Linked DNA regions of Mus musculus: all the other regions are linked to region 4. Evidence: chromatin contacts called from public Hi-C, HiCAR-type, capture Hi-C and promoter capture Hi-C data. All regions are on one chromosome and are shown on one strand. The core of a region is the stretch at or near the end of the contact, and the rest is flanking DNA. Distances in the headings are between cores, read along the strand shown.

Region 1 (3,024 bases), core at 372-2,871, 550 kb before region 4:
ATCAGACAACTTGCCCAAAGTCACGCAGTTCCTGAATGGGAGGGAACGCAGTCTCGTGGACAGTGTCTGAGCCTGCACCCTATGCTCCACTGATCCCATACGGGACTGCAGGGGAGCACTGGGCCAACCGCTCACTGATGCTTATGTCAACGAGAGCCTGCAAGTTAATCAGCTAACATGCTGATTGGCTACGTGGAAGGCTGGAACCGTGACTTCAAGTAGTGTTCAATGAGCAGCGCTGGCGTCACACAAGGTCAAGCTAAAACAAGTCAGAAAAGAAGCAAAGCCCCTTCTTTTGTCCCCAGATGTTGTTCATAGATTGTGACAGAGTAACAAAAAGAATAACCAGTTACTAAGTAGTCAGAAGAGGTTTTTGCCTCTCTTCAGTGACAGAAGTACACACAAATCTCACAGTTGGAAGACTGTCCCAAAACACACGAACCAAATTTATTTATTACTGATGGCAAATACTGAAGGCACAAACTGACATTTTGGGTTTTCTGATTTAATATTCGCTTTATAGTTCATAAAACAAGGCTCTCATATGTGTATGTGTGTGTGTATGCACGTGTATTTAGACCAAGTCTCACTCTGTGGTTTAGACTGGTGCAGAACTCACTTCGTACACCAGGATGGCCAACAATTCGCAGCAATCTTTCTGCCTCAGCCTACAGAGTGTGGGGATTACGGAGTGCGCCACCACTACCAGCAGAGTCTGGGCTTAAATTACCCTCCCATTTTACAGGAGAAGAAACCGAGGCAGCAAGCTCGCCTGCTACACGGCTTGCAACTCTAAGTCTCTGCGGTCACCAACTCCATCCGTGACACTCAGCCCCAGGTTACAGCCAAAAAGTCTGTAACCTGGAGAAAGGCAGACTCCCTTCCTACTTCACTTTCTAATAGGGCGGGTCGGACTGGACGGGACTCCCGGCAGAGCCCCGAGGCTATCCTCCACCTGCCGGTCCCGGCGAAGGGGAAAACTCACCTCTCGACGCCGGAGCCACAGCGCCTGCGAGGTCCGCGGGGCCGCGTCTCCCCGCGGCAGCCGCGAGCCCTCCGTCCGCTGCCCACTTCCGCCGAGCGCCCTCGTGAGCTCGCAGTTGGCTCCGCGCGAGGGCGCCCGGCGGGGCCGCGGGGTCTCCGGGCGCGTGCAGCCGGGGCCGCCACGTGCGGGGTCGCTCGGACCCGCGCGCGCGCGAGCAGGGCCGGGACTGCGCAGGGGCGGGCGCGCGCGCGCGCGCTCTCCCGCCCGAGGCCCCTCCCCCGCGTCCCCTCCCCCCCCCCGCCCTGTCCCGCGCCCCGCCCGCACTCACTGAACATCCCAGGCGGCTCCCGCTGCCCCGCCGCCGCCCCGGCACCGGCTGCTTCCGTATCGGTTGCCCGCCGTAGGACTCCGTACGACGACCGGCTAGCCGGGTCCCCGCGCCCTACGTCCTCCCGCGCTCGCGGTTCTCGGTGGCCGCCCCATGACCGCCTGACGGAGCGGGCACGCCGGGCTAGGCCGCGGACGCGCGACGCCGCCGCGGCCAGGGCGCGCTCGGCGCTCCTCTAGCGATGTCTGCGTGACGCCCCTCCCCGCCCCGAGCCGTTGGCGTCAACGTCTGCCGGAAGCGCCTCCCTCACATGTGGCTCGCCGCCGTGGAGGTCCCAGGTGAGCGGACGGTTGGAGAGTTTGGGTTTCCTCTGCGCCGAGGCGCCAGTTTGGCGGATGCGGACACCAGTCCTAACAGGAGGGAACCGGCTGGAGAGCCGGGATCGGAGGAGCCTCTGCCCGAGGGAGTTCCCGCTATGGAACCCTGCTTGAGGTTCTGAACTGCTTTACCCCGAACTGAAGGAGCTCCACTTGAGAGAACCTTGATCTGAGGGAGACCCACGTTAGAGAGCACCCCGATCTCCTACACGGAGCTCGGACTCGAGGGAGCCCCGATCCAGGTAGTAGGATTTGAAGGTATCATGATAAACTAGAACCACCACCTCCTCCTCCTCCTCCTCCTCCACCACCACCACCACCACCACCACCACCACCACCACCACCACCAAAACCAAACTTTTTATTTGTATGGGTGTTTTATGTACACCCGCAGAGGATAAAAGAGGGGCGTTCCTCTAGAACTGGAGTGGTGGTTGTGAGCCAAGATGTGGGATATTGGGACTCGAACCTGGGTTCTCTGGAACAGCAGTAAGTAATCCTAACCACGGAGTCATCTTTCCAGCCCCCTAGAACATTGATTCTCAACCTTCCTAATCCTGCAACCCTTTGTTCATGTTGTGGTGACACGCCCCCCCCCCCCCCGCCATGAAGTTATTTTGTTGCTATATTATAATTGCAATTTTCCTACTGTTGGAAGCATAATGTGAATAAATACCTGGTTTGCAATCTTGTGGGCGTGTGACCCGCAGGTGGAAAAACCCTGCCCTAAACCCTTCCCGAGGTAGTCAGAGGGCGAGGACAGGAAGGGAGGCCTCTCAGTTCTGAAGGCCTGTAGTAAGCTTTCCAAAGTGCACAGTCTCTTGCCTCAACACAGCAGCGTGGTGAATGTTCTGTCAGGGTTTAAGCTAAGTTGTTTACCATAATGGAAACAAACTTTATGACTTTTAAAAACTCAAAAGGTTTAGCTGGGTTTCATAGCAAGTGTAGGTTGTTAATGTATCCTTTCCTTTGTTACTTGGGATTTTAAAGATTGTATATGGTTTTTGTCTACTGTAGCTGTGTGTGACGAGTTACTGTTACAGTAGAAGTAAGAGCATTTTTATTGAAATTAATGCCTGAATTCTGTTTCTTTCTCTCTTTGCTCCTTTTGTCTGACATTCATGAGGATCCTGGGGAGAAGATGCAGAATTCCCTGGAAATTGACTTACAGATCGTTGTGGGTGCTAGGAACTGGACTCGGGCTCTCTACAGGAGTCACAAGTGTTCTTTACTGCTGAGCCGTTTCCTCAGCCACATCACCTAATTTCTTTTTCACTTCAAGAAGCATTATTTTCTTCAAGTACTGTATTGCTTGCTTTTTTGCTTATTTAATA
Region 2 (2,984 bases), core at 353-2,852, 760 kb before region 4:
ATGCCTCCCTTCTTTCTTTTTTAAAAAAACAAGATCATAGAGTTGTTCCTGCGGTGTACTGGATAGGATCAGAGGCCAAGATAAAATCATAGGTCATAAGAACCAAAAGATTCTTTACTGTATTAAGTCACAAAAGACTAAGACATATTTCTTCCTTTTTGTTTGTTAGTTTGTGTATGAGACAGGGTCTCACAATGCAATCTTGGCTTGCCTAGAACTCAGAATGCAGTCCAGACTGGCCTCGAACTCAGCTCTGCTTGTCTCTTGCCTTCTGAGATCTGGAGTTAAAGGCCCGTGCTACCATGCATGTGCTTTGAATGTAATCGTGTTTGTGGGTGACTCAGAACATTACAGATTTGCATCTGGGAAAGAAAGCTGAGCTCAAAGGTCGCACACTCTCAGGCCTTCAGCGCAGTTCCTTCCTATTTTAACATTCTTTCTTTTTTTTTTTTCCTTTTGTTTTTTTTTTTTGGAGACAGGCTAGATCAGGCTAGCCTCGAACTCACAGAGGTCCACCTGCCTCTGCCTCCCCAGTGCTGGGATCAAAGACTTGCACTACCACTGCTGGGCTATTTTCACATTCGTATATGAAATATCTCTATATCAAATGAATTATTCAGGCAGTCACTCCTGTTATTTTAAAATATATTTACTTATATATTTTTTTGAGTTGTGTCTCTATCATCTTTGTTTTCCCTCCTTGCTGTGTAGCCCAGATAGGCCTTCAACTTGAAACAACCCTGCCTATGCCTCCTGAATGCTGGGATTATAGGCAAGCGACACGATGGTAGACAATCTCAACAGCAAACTTTGCATGCTGTGCCAGCAAGAGACTTCAACAAGATTACGGGATGGGGGCGGGGGCTTCTTTCCCTTCCCACATCTCCTTAATTTTCTGTCATAAAGCACAATAATGAAATATTAGGACAGGCAGCACGGAGGCAGGAGAGAATGTCTGACCCGTGGTAGAGCCTGACAGCGGAGGTTAAAGGTACACGGTAGGCTTCCCACAGCCCAGGCATCTGCTGCTGTGAAGAAGGCAGGATCTTACTTAGGCCCCGGTTTGCTCAGGTGGGTCAAACTCCCGACCCCAATTTGCCTTTCAATAAATGTCCCAACCCTTTTCCTCGGAGGAAGGGGTAGGTTCTGACCTGTATTGCTTCATTAACCGAACACACCTTCGAAATTAGCCTGCAGTAAGAGCCAAGCAGCACTGCTCTGCCCACTAACGTGGTGAGCAGGAGAGTTCTGGTGACCAAACACACCTGCGTGGCTTTCTGCTAGTGAACCCCCTTTCTGTCAAAACAAGCCCTCGGGCGGCCTCCTGTCCACCCTAGCCTGGCAGGTCACTCTTAAGAAAGGCTGAGTCTGTACTGCTAAGCCATCTGGGAGGATCTACGGGCGCAGGCGCCCCCTCCCTAGTCCCGCCCTCCCTCCTTCCTGGTCCCCTCCTTCATCCTCCTTTGCCTTCACCTCCTCCTCCAACTAGGAGCCTCCAACCATTTCTCTTGCCCTCCCTCCTCCCCTTCCCCAGCCCCGCTCCTCCTTCCTCCTGCGACCCCGCCCCTCCCCCTGCTCCGCCGGGCTCCTTCGCCGGGCGGCGGTGCGCAGACGCGGAGCCGAGTCCCGCTGGGCCGCAGCCGGTGGCCGGCTCGCCGTGGGCCCGTTCCCGGCTCTCCACGCTCGGTTCCTCTCGCTCTGCGGAGACTGGAGGACGGACCCCGCGGAGCTGTGGCGGCAGAATGGCGCAGACCGCCATGTCCGAGACTTACGGTAAGACGCGCGGGTTTGCGTACGTGTTTAGAGGGGCAGGCCTTGGGGTCCCGGAATGTTGGGGGCCGGGGTCAGGGTCTCCAGAGCCGGTGTCTAGAATATCGAGATATCCTGCAAACCTCGCGGTGTCAGGAACCAGGCAGAGATATTTAGAGTCTTGGGTGGTTTAGGGTTGGCTTGGGATCCTAGTAATGTCAGCAGCTGGGATCCTGAGAATCTGGGTGTTAGGAGCCAGGTGGAGACACTGAGAATCCTAAAGTGTCAGCGGCTGGGAGGGATCCTGATATTCTTGGGGTGTCAAGGTCGAGCTGGAACTTGAGAATGTCTGGGTGTTTCAGGCTAGGCTGGAATCTTGAGGCTCTAGGGGTATCAGGCGCTGGTCTGGACTCTCTGGCCAGCAGGTGCCCCCTGCTGTGATTCTACCAAGTTCCCTCCCGCTTTGACCCTGGTTTCACTCTACATTTTCCTCCTTGGATTGTTTAAATCTCTCAGGGTTGCAGGAGCCAATTTGTCGTCGATTCTTGTCCTCCTCCCTGCAGCACCAACCGCAGGGATGAAGGCTCAGGGCCACGCCTGCGTTTTGTGTCTCTAGGGGCAGGGTTGTGGGCCTCGGGAGGGTGGGGTGGGGGTGTTGGAATTCCTTTCTTTGCATTGAGATTATAATGAGTTTTAAGTGGATGAATGCTGTCTCTTTTCTGTAGACCCCTGGCCTCGTGTATTTTCCCTCCCTCCCTCTCTCCTCCCGTCCTCCCCTCCAGATATGGTTGCATTATATTACCTTTATAAATACAAATATATGGTCCTCTGATGACCACAGGCCTTGGATATGGAGACATGATTTTTTCATCTTTTTTTCTCCTGCAGCACCCAGCCATTCTCAATGCACGTGCTGGGTGCTCCCCCTCCCCCAGTCGAGGCAAGAATAAACAACCACTACTATGTATGGTTGGCCTGTGCCTGCCAGTCCCTCACGAGACTTGAAACTTTGACGTGGTCTGTGCTCGTCGTCCGAAGGAGGGACTCGCACGGAAAAGCATGACGATCTGTCAGGTTATCTGCAGTTTGTGCCCCTGCTTCCTTCCTGCCACAGGGTGGGGCCAGGGTCTGGCCTGGAAGGCTCTACTCGGTGTACGAGTGCCATGGAAACTTCCCCAAGAGTTTGCGGTCCAACGAGGAGTGGATTTTTAAATTCAGCTGTGACCTTAATGGAT
Region 3 (2,925 bases), core at 387-2,886, 820 kb before region 4:
TCTTGTCAAAAGACATTGCTGCTGGCCCTGGTTTAGAGCTATAAACTATCCAACACGAGCCTTTTTTCTTTTTTCTTTTTTTTTTTTAAGATTTATTTATTTATTATATGCAAGTACACTGTAGCTGTCTTCAGACACACCAGAAGAGGGCGTCAGATCTCATTACGGATGATTGTGAGCCACCATGTGGTTGCTGGGATTCGAACTCAGGACCTTCGGAAGAGCAGTCAGTGCTCTTAACCGCTGAGCCATCTCATCCAACATAGGTTTTATTTCCTGGTTTCATTAAACCTTCCCATGGTTTTCACTAGACTGTGAACACTGACGTTCCTTCCAGTGTGTGGCAGGGCCCTGGAAGCCACCTGATGTGGGTGCACACACACCAGTGTGTACTGTGCTATGCTGTGCTGCAGCAGCGACAGGTAGAGATGCCTTCAGGTGGGACCTAAAAGCCAAGTGGCTTCTGCTGTCTCAGTAGCTCTGATTCATGTGGTTGAGGCAAAACTTCCTGGAGCTCCGATGCTGTGAGGCGACCCCAGGCCATGGAGAGACCCCACAGAAACACACTGAAGAGCAGCTGGTTCAGCTCAGCCTTGGCATCTCCCCAGCCTGATCGCCTGGCATGTAGTTGTCAGAGGGTCTCGGGTCCTGGCACCTAGCCAGTGGCATTCAAAACTGAGGCTTCACATGCTGATGCTGAGTCAGAGCCCAGCCATCCCCACTCCCGACCTTCCAAATTCCTGAGGCACAGAACTCATGGGGTCAACAAAGCAGCCATTGTATTAGACACTAAGTATGGAAGGACTTTGCCGGGCAGCGGGTAAGGACTGCTTCAGTATAGCGTGGATCAAATGATATGGGTGACCTTGTTAGCAGGCCAGCAACTGCCCCAGGGACCATCAAGGTCCAAGTGAAAACACAGCCTTCAAAATAGTATTCAGGCCCATTTGTCCCGAGGAAAAACCCTGGCTTCCTCCTAGAGTTATTTGTGTGTGTGCCTTTTAATTTTCAAGACGTTCTTAAATTATTTATTGAGGCTCCCATTTGTTTCTGGTTAGATTTTAGGCTCTTGGAAGCCAGACCACATCATACTGTGTTCTCCATACACAGGCATAGCACCAGGAGAACTTAGCACCTAGGCTCTGGTCAGCAGGACTCTGGGCCTTGACTACCTAGTTCTGTCACTGCACTCTTTCCTTCTGGCCTGGGAAACTTTGCCTAGGGGGGTTCCAGGAATGGACAGAGCCCAGATAGGTCAGGAGGCCTAGAGTAAAAGCAAGCTCTCAGCTCCCAACAGAGCCTTACCTTACCTAGGACCAGTGCCTTGGAGACTCATTTTAGCCCAAGAACACGACCCTAATCCATCCCAGCGCTGCTCTGAAGTTTCAAAGACAGAACGGCAGAAAAGGCTTTTGTACCTTTCACTCCGAAAATTCACTCCGCAAACGAGCACGCGGCGTTCCTACCTGCTGTGAGCTCCTCTGGAGGACTGCAGATAATAACAGTGATTATTTCCTGTCTGCGTTGCTGAGCCGCTCCCTCCCTAGCTGGTCTTCCTATTTCTATTTTTTGCGCCTTTAAAAGGCAGTCTTCACCCAGCAGCTGGGCAATCTTTTTAATATGCAAATCAGCCTCTCTCCTGTTCCTAATCCACCAGTGATTTCACACTGTGGTTAAAGACCGAGCCGCAGCTCAGGCCTGTGTAGCCGCCCTCTGCCCTTCACCCTCTTGACACACAGCTTCCGGGTCAGTCCTCCAACCTCACCGAGACTCTCACCTCCCCAAGGCGTTTTGCTCGCGCCATCTCTTGTGTAGATCTGTATCAAGTGCAGACCAGTGTATGCGTCAGCTCCCGAAAAGGATTCCTCACCTGGCTTCCTGTGCAGCCTCAGTTTACCACAGTGTCCGTCAATACAAATCCACCACAGACGGTGTGTCTACTCTCGGAGCAAAACAGCCACCACACGGTAGGCTCTCAGCAATCATTTGCTGAAGAATGAATGAATGAATGAATGAATGAATGAATGAATGAATGAGAAACACCCCACAGAGGATATGATGATGAGACGCTGTTGACAGACAGGTAAGGGCTTCTGGGGACCTGAGGCCACACCCTCTTCTCTGGGCGGAATGTTTCCCACGGAGTGAGACACAGCTGAGTGTGCCCGAGGCTTTCAGCCCTCTGGGGTCCTTGGCTGTGATGTCAGTGACTCCCTCAGCATCACATCTGCCTGGACCAGATCATTGTTCCTCTTCCTCTTGACATGCTTCCATGACAACTTACAATTAGGTCGGGCCCTGCCCTCAGAGAAGATTTTAGTAGAGTAAGTCACCACGGGACGAGGAAGAGATGCTGCAGGGCCTTCTACTGCAGCCCATCCCAAGCCAACCCTGTAGCCTGTGTCACTGTGAGAGCCACTCTGCCCGGTAAGGAGCTCAAAATGAATCACCATGACCGGGGCCCAGGTCTCCTCCACCAGCCCCAAAGACAAAGTGGGGCAGGGAAACCAGCCGAGTCTTTCTAAGTCTGTGTGTGACTCAGAGGTCAGGTGCTCCCCTACTGTAGGTCTGTTCTTTGTGGGCTGAGGGGGCTGAGAAAGATAATCTACACTCCAAGAGGACTGTAAGAAGCAGCAGGTGGTGGCTCCTGAGGTTGAAGGACAGGTTCTGGTTGCTCTTTGCTCCCCGATGGAGTCTAGCCACAGGAGGGCCATGAGCATTTGAGACAGCCCTCTGCCATAGATCTTGCTGCAGCTCTTTACCTTCTGCATGACTCCTTTTGTTCTGAGACACGGATCAAAGTTTCAGAGCCTTTCCCACAGGAACCCTGGAATGAACCCCTTGGTATGTTTATCCAAACTGGCATGTTGGGCTGGCGAGATAGCTCAGCGGTTAAGAGCACTGACTGTTCTTCCTAAGGTCCTG
Region 4 (2,897 bases), core at 264-2,763:
CCAGGGATAGCTGTAGAATCATCAGTGCCATTTGTACAGGAACAGACAAGTCTTGTGACCTGCACCAGGTCACACAGCTGGGACTCAGCCCTAACACTTGAATCCATGAGTGGCATCTAGACATGACACATATTGCCTCTTAAAAGAAATAAGGAACTGAGGAGCCTAGGGCAGGTTCAGCACGCAAGAACACGTTGTTGCATAAATATGAAAATCCGGGTTCTCGTCCCCTGACCCCTTGTGAAAGACCAGTCACAACCACATACTCCCCTAACTCCAGAGAGGTGGAGCGAGGAGACAGGATGATCTCCAGGGCTTCCTGGCTGCCAGTCTAGCCCCAGCTTCAGGAAGGGACCCTGTCTCAAGGGACTAAGGAGGACAGTAGCTGGCAGGACACCTGGTATCCTCCTCTAGTCTCTATCTGTGTTCATGGCTCCTATGTCTCCATGCTCCTCCCCTACACTTCATATATACACATACATACATACATACATACATACATACATACATACATACATACATATGTACATAAATACACACGTCATACACACATATGTCACATTCACATAAATACATATATACCTTGGGCTGGGTATGGTGATACAATCAAGAGGTTGAGGCAGACAGAATTTAGTGAGTTCTAGGACAACCAGAGCTACACAGTAAGACCCTGTCTTCCAAAAAAAAAAAAAAAAAAAGGGGCAGACATATCTCTGAATCTGAGGCCTGCACGCTTTACAGAGTGAGTTCTAGGACAGCAAAGACTACAACAGAGAAACCCTGTCTCAGAAACCAGAAGTAAATAAATAAATAATATGCACATACACAACACGGCACACACACACACACCACACTAAGAATAAAGAAGGAGCTAACTTTTCAAAGTACTTCCATGTTACTGGATGCTCCTAACTTATCCCCAGCCCTAGAGAACCTCAGAACTGTGATGAAGCCTGTTCACAGAGGGGTAAGTTGAGGCCCTACAGGACATGGTGAGGAGCCACAAGACACAGACCACAGCATTGAGCCTGGATAGAGATGTCACGTGACTTGTCCCTTCCTGCTTCTTGCAGTCTGAACAATGAAGCCTTGTTCTCCCTTCAGGCTGGAGGAGGTCCAGGGGACTTGGCCACCCTAGTGCTGACCCTGTGAGAGTCTCTCTGCTTTTGAGGACCCATCTGGACTCACAGGAGGCAAAAGGACCTGGCCATCCCCTAATGAAAGACCATCAGTTCCCAGTGAGCCCAGTTTGGTGACCCACAGGGGACAGTTTACCTGGACATCTAGCCTTTCGGAATAGGAGAAGCAGTCAGTGCTCACATCTCCTGAAGCGCCTGCTACCACAGACTTCTCACTCCAGAAAAAATGCCATCCAGCCCTTCCCAGTGTCTCTGCCCAGTCCCGGCCTCCTCTTCCCACCCACAGCTCAGCTCCTGCCTGGCCAGATCCCATGAAAGAACCAAGACAAGAGTGCTCTGCTTACCTTCAGCGCCAACCTAGACAAGCACAGCTATCCCCTGGTGAGCCAAGCAGGCTTATTTATACTCAAGGGGTGGAGATGGATCTATTCCTGGGCTACTCTGTACAGAGGCTGGGGGAGGACCCAGATCAGGGAACCATGAGAATCCAGGCTTGACCAAGATGGATCAGGGCCAGGGTGATGTTCCTCTGGGCCCCTTCCAGGAAGCCCTACTGGCAGATGAGCCTCATGCAAAAATAGGCTGGCCTTGGGTTACACATTTACCCCAGTTCCCTGGAGCCAGGACCACAGTCACAGGATTGAGTGGGTTGTGACAACCTGAAGCCAGCCATGCAGACCTTGGGATGAAAGCCCCCTCGTGATGCACTCGTAAGCCTCTCTGGGCATGCCAGGAAGGGGGCTCACTTGCAGGAGCTGAACCTCACGTCACCAGCTGCTCTCAGGGTGGACGACCTTGGACATTTGTAGTTACGTTAGTTGCCTGTTCTGTACAGGGGCTTCCAGTGGGCTGAGGACACACATCACCAGTAGGAAGCGCCTTCCGGAACTTCTAGCACACCTGATTAGGCTGGGAAATTCTGACTGTGGTAGAGCCATATTGAAACAAAATGTTCTGGGCTCATGGACGGAAAGCAGCAGTTTTGGAGGTTGGAGGTTTTGGAGCGCCTCCCTTGAGGGTGGAGAATGGTTGTGAAAGTTTAAGGGATGAGACTGGTGGACACCAGGGAAGGGTGGGATCTGAGAAGACAGCAGGAGTAGGCCTGGCAGACAGTCCCACCTGCAGGCTACCATGGGTGGCGACTAGCTTGCATCGCATCCACAACTTCAAGCAATCTCTTGGCCATGTGGACACAGGCACAACCTGCCTTCACCTAAAAGTGGCATGGGAGAGTAGAGGTGGAAAGAGAGAGTGGGCAGAGCAGTCGCTGGCTTAGAAGACAGATGCACCATGCAGGACTTGATGGTGTTTGAGATGGGCTCTGAAGAGCAACCTTCTCTGGGCACAGACATAAAATAACTACCAGAGATCTCAGTGGGAGACCAGCTGTAGGAGGCAGGGCTGTAGAGTGACGGTCTGCACTCGGGATTAAGGAAGAGGATGCCAGCAGCCCAAGGGGTATGCAGGGAGTAAGAGCTTAGGAAAGGCCAGTGGTGCACAGATTTCCCCGAGGAGTGTGTGGATGCCTTAGTAGCTTTGGGGTTCAGCAGGGAGCCCTGTGCTGAGGACACAAGAGTAGAGCTCATGAATATAGTGATAGAAAGATCTTTCCTCTCGGGCTCTGAGACCAGAAGACTGGATTCTTCAGCTCACTGAACATCTTTTTTGTCCTCTGTGAGATGTCCAGTAGATGAAGGCTACTGAGCGTGGTTAACCCTTGCTACTAAGGCTGTCTGAGCACAAGCCTCCTCTGTGGCA
Region 5 (2,804 bases), core at 20-2,519, 620 kb before region 4:
TGATAGATAGATAGATATCGAAAAGCAAGTGCTCTTATCCCCAGAGCCATCTTTCCATCCCAGAAATTCACTTTTGAAAGATGAACAGAAGAAATTCTTCTAGAAAAAGGTAACCCAATTCTGAATTTTCGTGTTAATTACATTGAGGAGGGTAACAATTCTACTATACATGTGGACTTGGCAGCACACCAGCATCTTTAGTGAAGCACGCTCTCTCTCTCTCTCTCTCACACACACACACACACACACACACACACACAAAGTGCTTTTATGTAACCTAGTCACAACCATCACATTTTGTGGCCCAAGTCCTTTAACTGCCAATCAGTATGTAGTAATAAGCATTTGCTAGGCACTGAGAAAACATTTTTGCCAGGTTTGTAGGCTCTTACCATGACTCAGATAGGTGTACTGAATCCTGAGATGCTGAGATCCTGACTTAAAGCTGGAAGTGTTAAACAAAATGATGGTAGCCAGACAAGCTACTGCATGCTTGAAATAGAAGAATCTTAAAAGTGGATTGAGCAAAGTCAGCCTAGGGTACGTAGCATGGGCTGTCCCAAAGTGGACAGGACTGAGTTCCAGGCTGCATTCCTACACTATATCACAAAAAGACTACACCAGACCAAATGTTACTCGTGTCAAACGCCACAGAGTCAAACCACAACTTTAAACAAACAGCAGCCCGACACTGACCTGTGTCAACATAATAAAGAAATGACTTTTTAATCTTTACAATAATCTGAAGTATGTTCCTACCTTGCAAGCGTAGTGCTCAAAAGGTTCTTTCATTCTTTTCTGTAGCGCGGAGACAGAGTGAATCCATGGGTCCAATAAAGAGTTAAACAGAGAACGGGCAAAACGAGGGCCACCATTAAGCAGCGACAATAAAACGCGAGAATGACCAGAAGTACTTTCGAACTCTGCGGCAGCTTACCCCACTGCCAGGCTCCACCTCCCCGCTGTGGAGCGGACCCCGCTGGTCCCCGAACCCCCACTTACCGTGAGCTCACCGAGCTGCGCCGGCCTGCGGGCGAGAACAGCACGGGCGAGTTAACCGCAGATCCCAGAGACAGACCCCTCCTGCTCGCTCTAGGCGTGGACGTGGGCCCGATCCCGACTAGCGGACCGCGTCGGGTCCCCGGCCCTGGGGTTCGCGGAGAGGAGACGCTCGGAAACATGTTTGCAGAGAGCGTGGAGGAAGCGGCACTCGCGGGCTAATAGCGAGAACCTCGCGCGCCCGGAGCTTGAACACCTGAGGGGCGGGAAGGCGCCTAGAGATGACGTAAGGGGGCGCTCAGCGAGTAGGGAGGGGAAGGCGCATGGCAATGACGTCAAAGATCGGCGCCGAGACTCGGGGCAAGGTCGGAACTGGGAGCGCTTTGTTGACGTCACATCCAGTACCGGGGAGGGGCGGGGCAGGCGATTTGGAGTCCTGCGACCCGATTCACCGCGGTGGATCCAGTGCTCCGGACCGAGAGCTTGCCAGAAGCGCCGGTCTCCGGCTGGAGCTGACCCTCCGCGGCGAGCGTGGGCTGGGGAAGGAGGCGCCCGTGGGCGGAGCTGAGGAAGTCGCGCTCTGGGCGGCGGTGGTGTGCTCACAGTTTTTCCCAACCTAATTCAGATCGGTTCAGGCTTGTTCTTCGTTCGATTGTCTGGGCTCTGCAGCGGGTTGCAGCTTTTTGCTTTCCAGGCACAGCTTGCATTTTGATGGGTCTGTCCTACTGCCGGAGATTCGGAAATGACAGTGCCCCCAGTCCCCGGGCATGTTCACTCTCATCGCTGCCCCTGAAGTTCCAGACCCTAGTAGAAGCCGATAGCAGGCGTGCACACAGTTCTGTTAGTCCTCTGCGGCTGTTTCGGAAGACCGTAGTGTGTGTATGGGGGTGTCTTTTCCATTCTGCTCCCCACATTACTAAACAGTGAACTGAGATTAGCCCGAGGCTGTACTAGAGTTTGTAAATATTCAGGGCTGATAACTGCCCAGGGACCCTTGCTGAACTTGTGAGGTCCCTTGTTACTTCGGGTGGCCTTTCCTTTTCGGTTTTTTCATTGTGTCCCACTTAGACAACATTGTAGCCAGACTTTTGACCACTTTATGGGTTCCTATTTCTACCACTTGTCTCCCTCTCAACCCCCCAACACTAGGTAGGAGAAAGAAGGCTAGAGGAAAAGGGGGCTTCGATATCCGTAGACTACTTCCTGCTGATAGAGGCATCGAGTTCCTTGGGGCAGTTTTGATCTTTTAAGAGCTCAGAAAGCCAGAAGGAGGGCATTGGACTCTGAAGTTAGTTACAGGGGGGTTGTGCGCCACCTAGCATGGGTGCTGGGAATTGAACTCGGAAAAAAAAAGAAAAGCATTTAGAAGTAGCTACTTGAGCCAGGTGTGGCTGCACACACCTATAATCTCTGTAGGACCAGAAGTTGTTCAAAGCCACCCTGGGCTACATGAGACACTGTCTCAAATGCCAACAAACAAACCCAATTACCTGAGAGACCATTATGGACACAAGGTTGTTAGGCATATCAGAAGTAAATACAGTGGGAGGGGGTAGGGGGAGAGAGAACATGGAAGGGAGGAGTCATCTCTGCCCTAAGGATGAGAGAAAGCAGCTTTCCAGTCCACAGTCCAGGAGAAACGTGCGCATGCGTAATGGAGCCTTTAATTCTTGCAAAGTGCAGTGTAGGAGAATTTCGGTTTCTTTTTTGTTTTGGTTTGGTTTGGTTTTCCGAGACAGGGTTTCTCTGTGTAGCCCTGGCTGTCCTGGAACTCACTTTGTAGACCAGGCTGGCCTCAAACTCAG

What was found. Promoter capture Hi-C pulls out the DNA fragments that hold promoters and counts their contacts. Hi-C and Micro-C count contacts between places; a contact is called where the count stands out from the background. HiCAR-type assays count read pairs that join an accessible place to other places. Capture Hi-C pulls out chosen DNA fragments and counts their contacts.
Region 1: a capture Hi-C map of macrophages shows a contact between it and region 4, with 3 times the contacts expected there. The contact joins the promoter of Urb2 here to the promoter of Agt in region 4. A contact is called at or near these places in 7 of 39 promoter capture datasets (the 3T3-L1 cell line, HPC-7-derived erythroid cells, hippocampal neurons and 2 more), 4 of 115 datasets of contacts at active chromatin or transcription factors (astrocytes, craniofacial prominence, embryonic stem cells and 1 more) and 2 of 9 other capture datasets (macrophages and pancreatic islet).
Region 2: a contact with region 4 is called in a HiCAR-type map of astrocytes, with 3 times the contacts expected there. The contact joins the promoter of Rab4a here to the promoter of Agt in region 4. A contact is called at or near these places in 3 of 39 promoter capture datasets (liver and pre-B cells), 1 of 484 Hi-C or Micro-C datasets (liver), 2 of 115 datasets of contacts at active chromatin or transcription factors (astrocytes and embryonic forebrain) and 1 of 9 other capture datasets (liver).
Region 3: a contact with region 4 is called in a Hi-C map of liver, with 2.6 times the contacts expected there. The contact joins the promoter of 4732419C18Rik here to the promoter of Agt in region 4. A contact is called at or near these places in 3 of 39 promoter capture datasets (liver, pre-B cells and stem cell-derived epiblast-like cells) and 1 of 484 Hi-C or Micro-C datasets (liver).
Region 5: a promoter capture Hi-C map of liver shows a contact between it and region 4, with 5 times the contacts expected there. The contact joins the promoter of Nup133 here to the promoter of Agt in region 4. A contact is called at or near these places in 4 of 39 promoter capture datasets (the 3T3-L1 cell line, frontonasal cranial neural crest, liver and 1 more) and 1 of 115 datasets of contacts at active chromatin or transcription factors (bone marrow-derived macrophages).

What each region holds. Positions count from the first base shown.
Region 1 is chr8:124,019,876-124,022,899 of GRCm38.p6, forward strand. It overlaps Urb2 (URB2 ribosome biogenesis 2 homolog (S. cerevisiae)), which reads left to right and starts at 1,622. Exons shown (of 10, transcript NM_001368414.1): 1 at 1,622-1,651. It overlaps Taf5l (TATA-box binding protein associated factor 5 like), which reads right to left and starts at 1,522. Exons shown (of 5, transcript NM_133966.3): 1 at 1,314-1,522. It overlaps Mir1967 (microRNA 1967), which reads left to right and starts at 2,766; the gene lies at 2,766-2,847.
Region 2 is chr8:123,804,394-123,807,377 of GRCm38.p6, forward strand. Rab4a (RAB4A, member RAS oncogene family) reads left to right here and starts at 1,603. Exons shown (of 8, transcript NM_009003.3): 1 at 1,603-1,773. The coding sequence starts at 1,743.
Region 3 is chr8:123,752,592-123,755,516 of GRCm38.p6, forward strand. It overlaps 4732419C18Rik (RIKEN cDNA 4732419C18 gene), which reads right to left and starts at 1,637. Exons shown (of 3, transcript NR_166622.1): 1 at 1,467-1,637.
Region 4 is chr8:124,568,193-124,571,089 of GRCm38.p6, forward strand. It overlaps Agt (angiotensinogen (serpin peptidase inhibitor, clade A, member 8)), which reads right to left and starts at 1,514. Exons shown (of 5, transcript NM_007428.4): 1 at 1,484-1,514.
Region 5 is chr8:123,947,996-123,950,799 of GRCm38.p6, forward strand. Nup133 (nucleoporin 133) reads right to left here and starts at 1,270. Exons shown (of 26, transcript NM_172288.2): 1 at 1,003-1,270. The coding sequence starts at 1,181.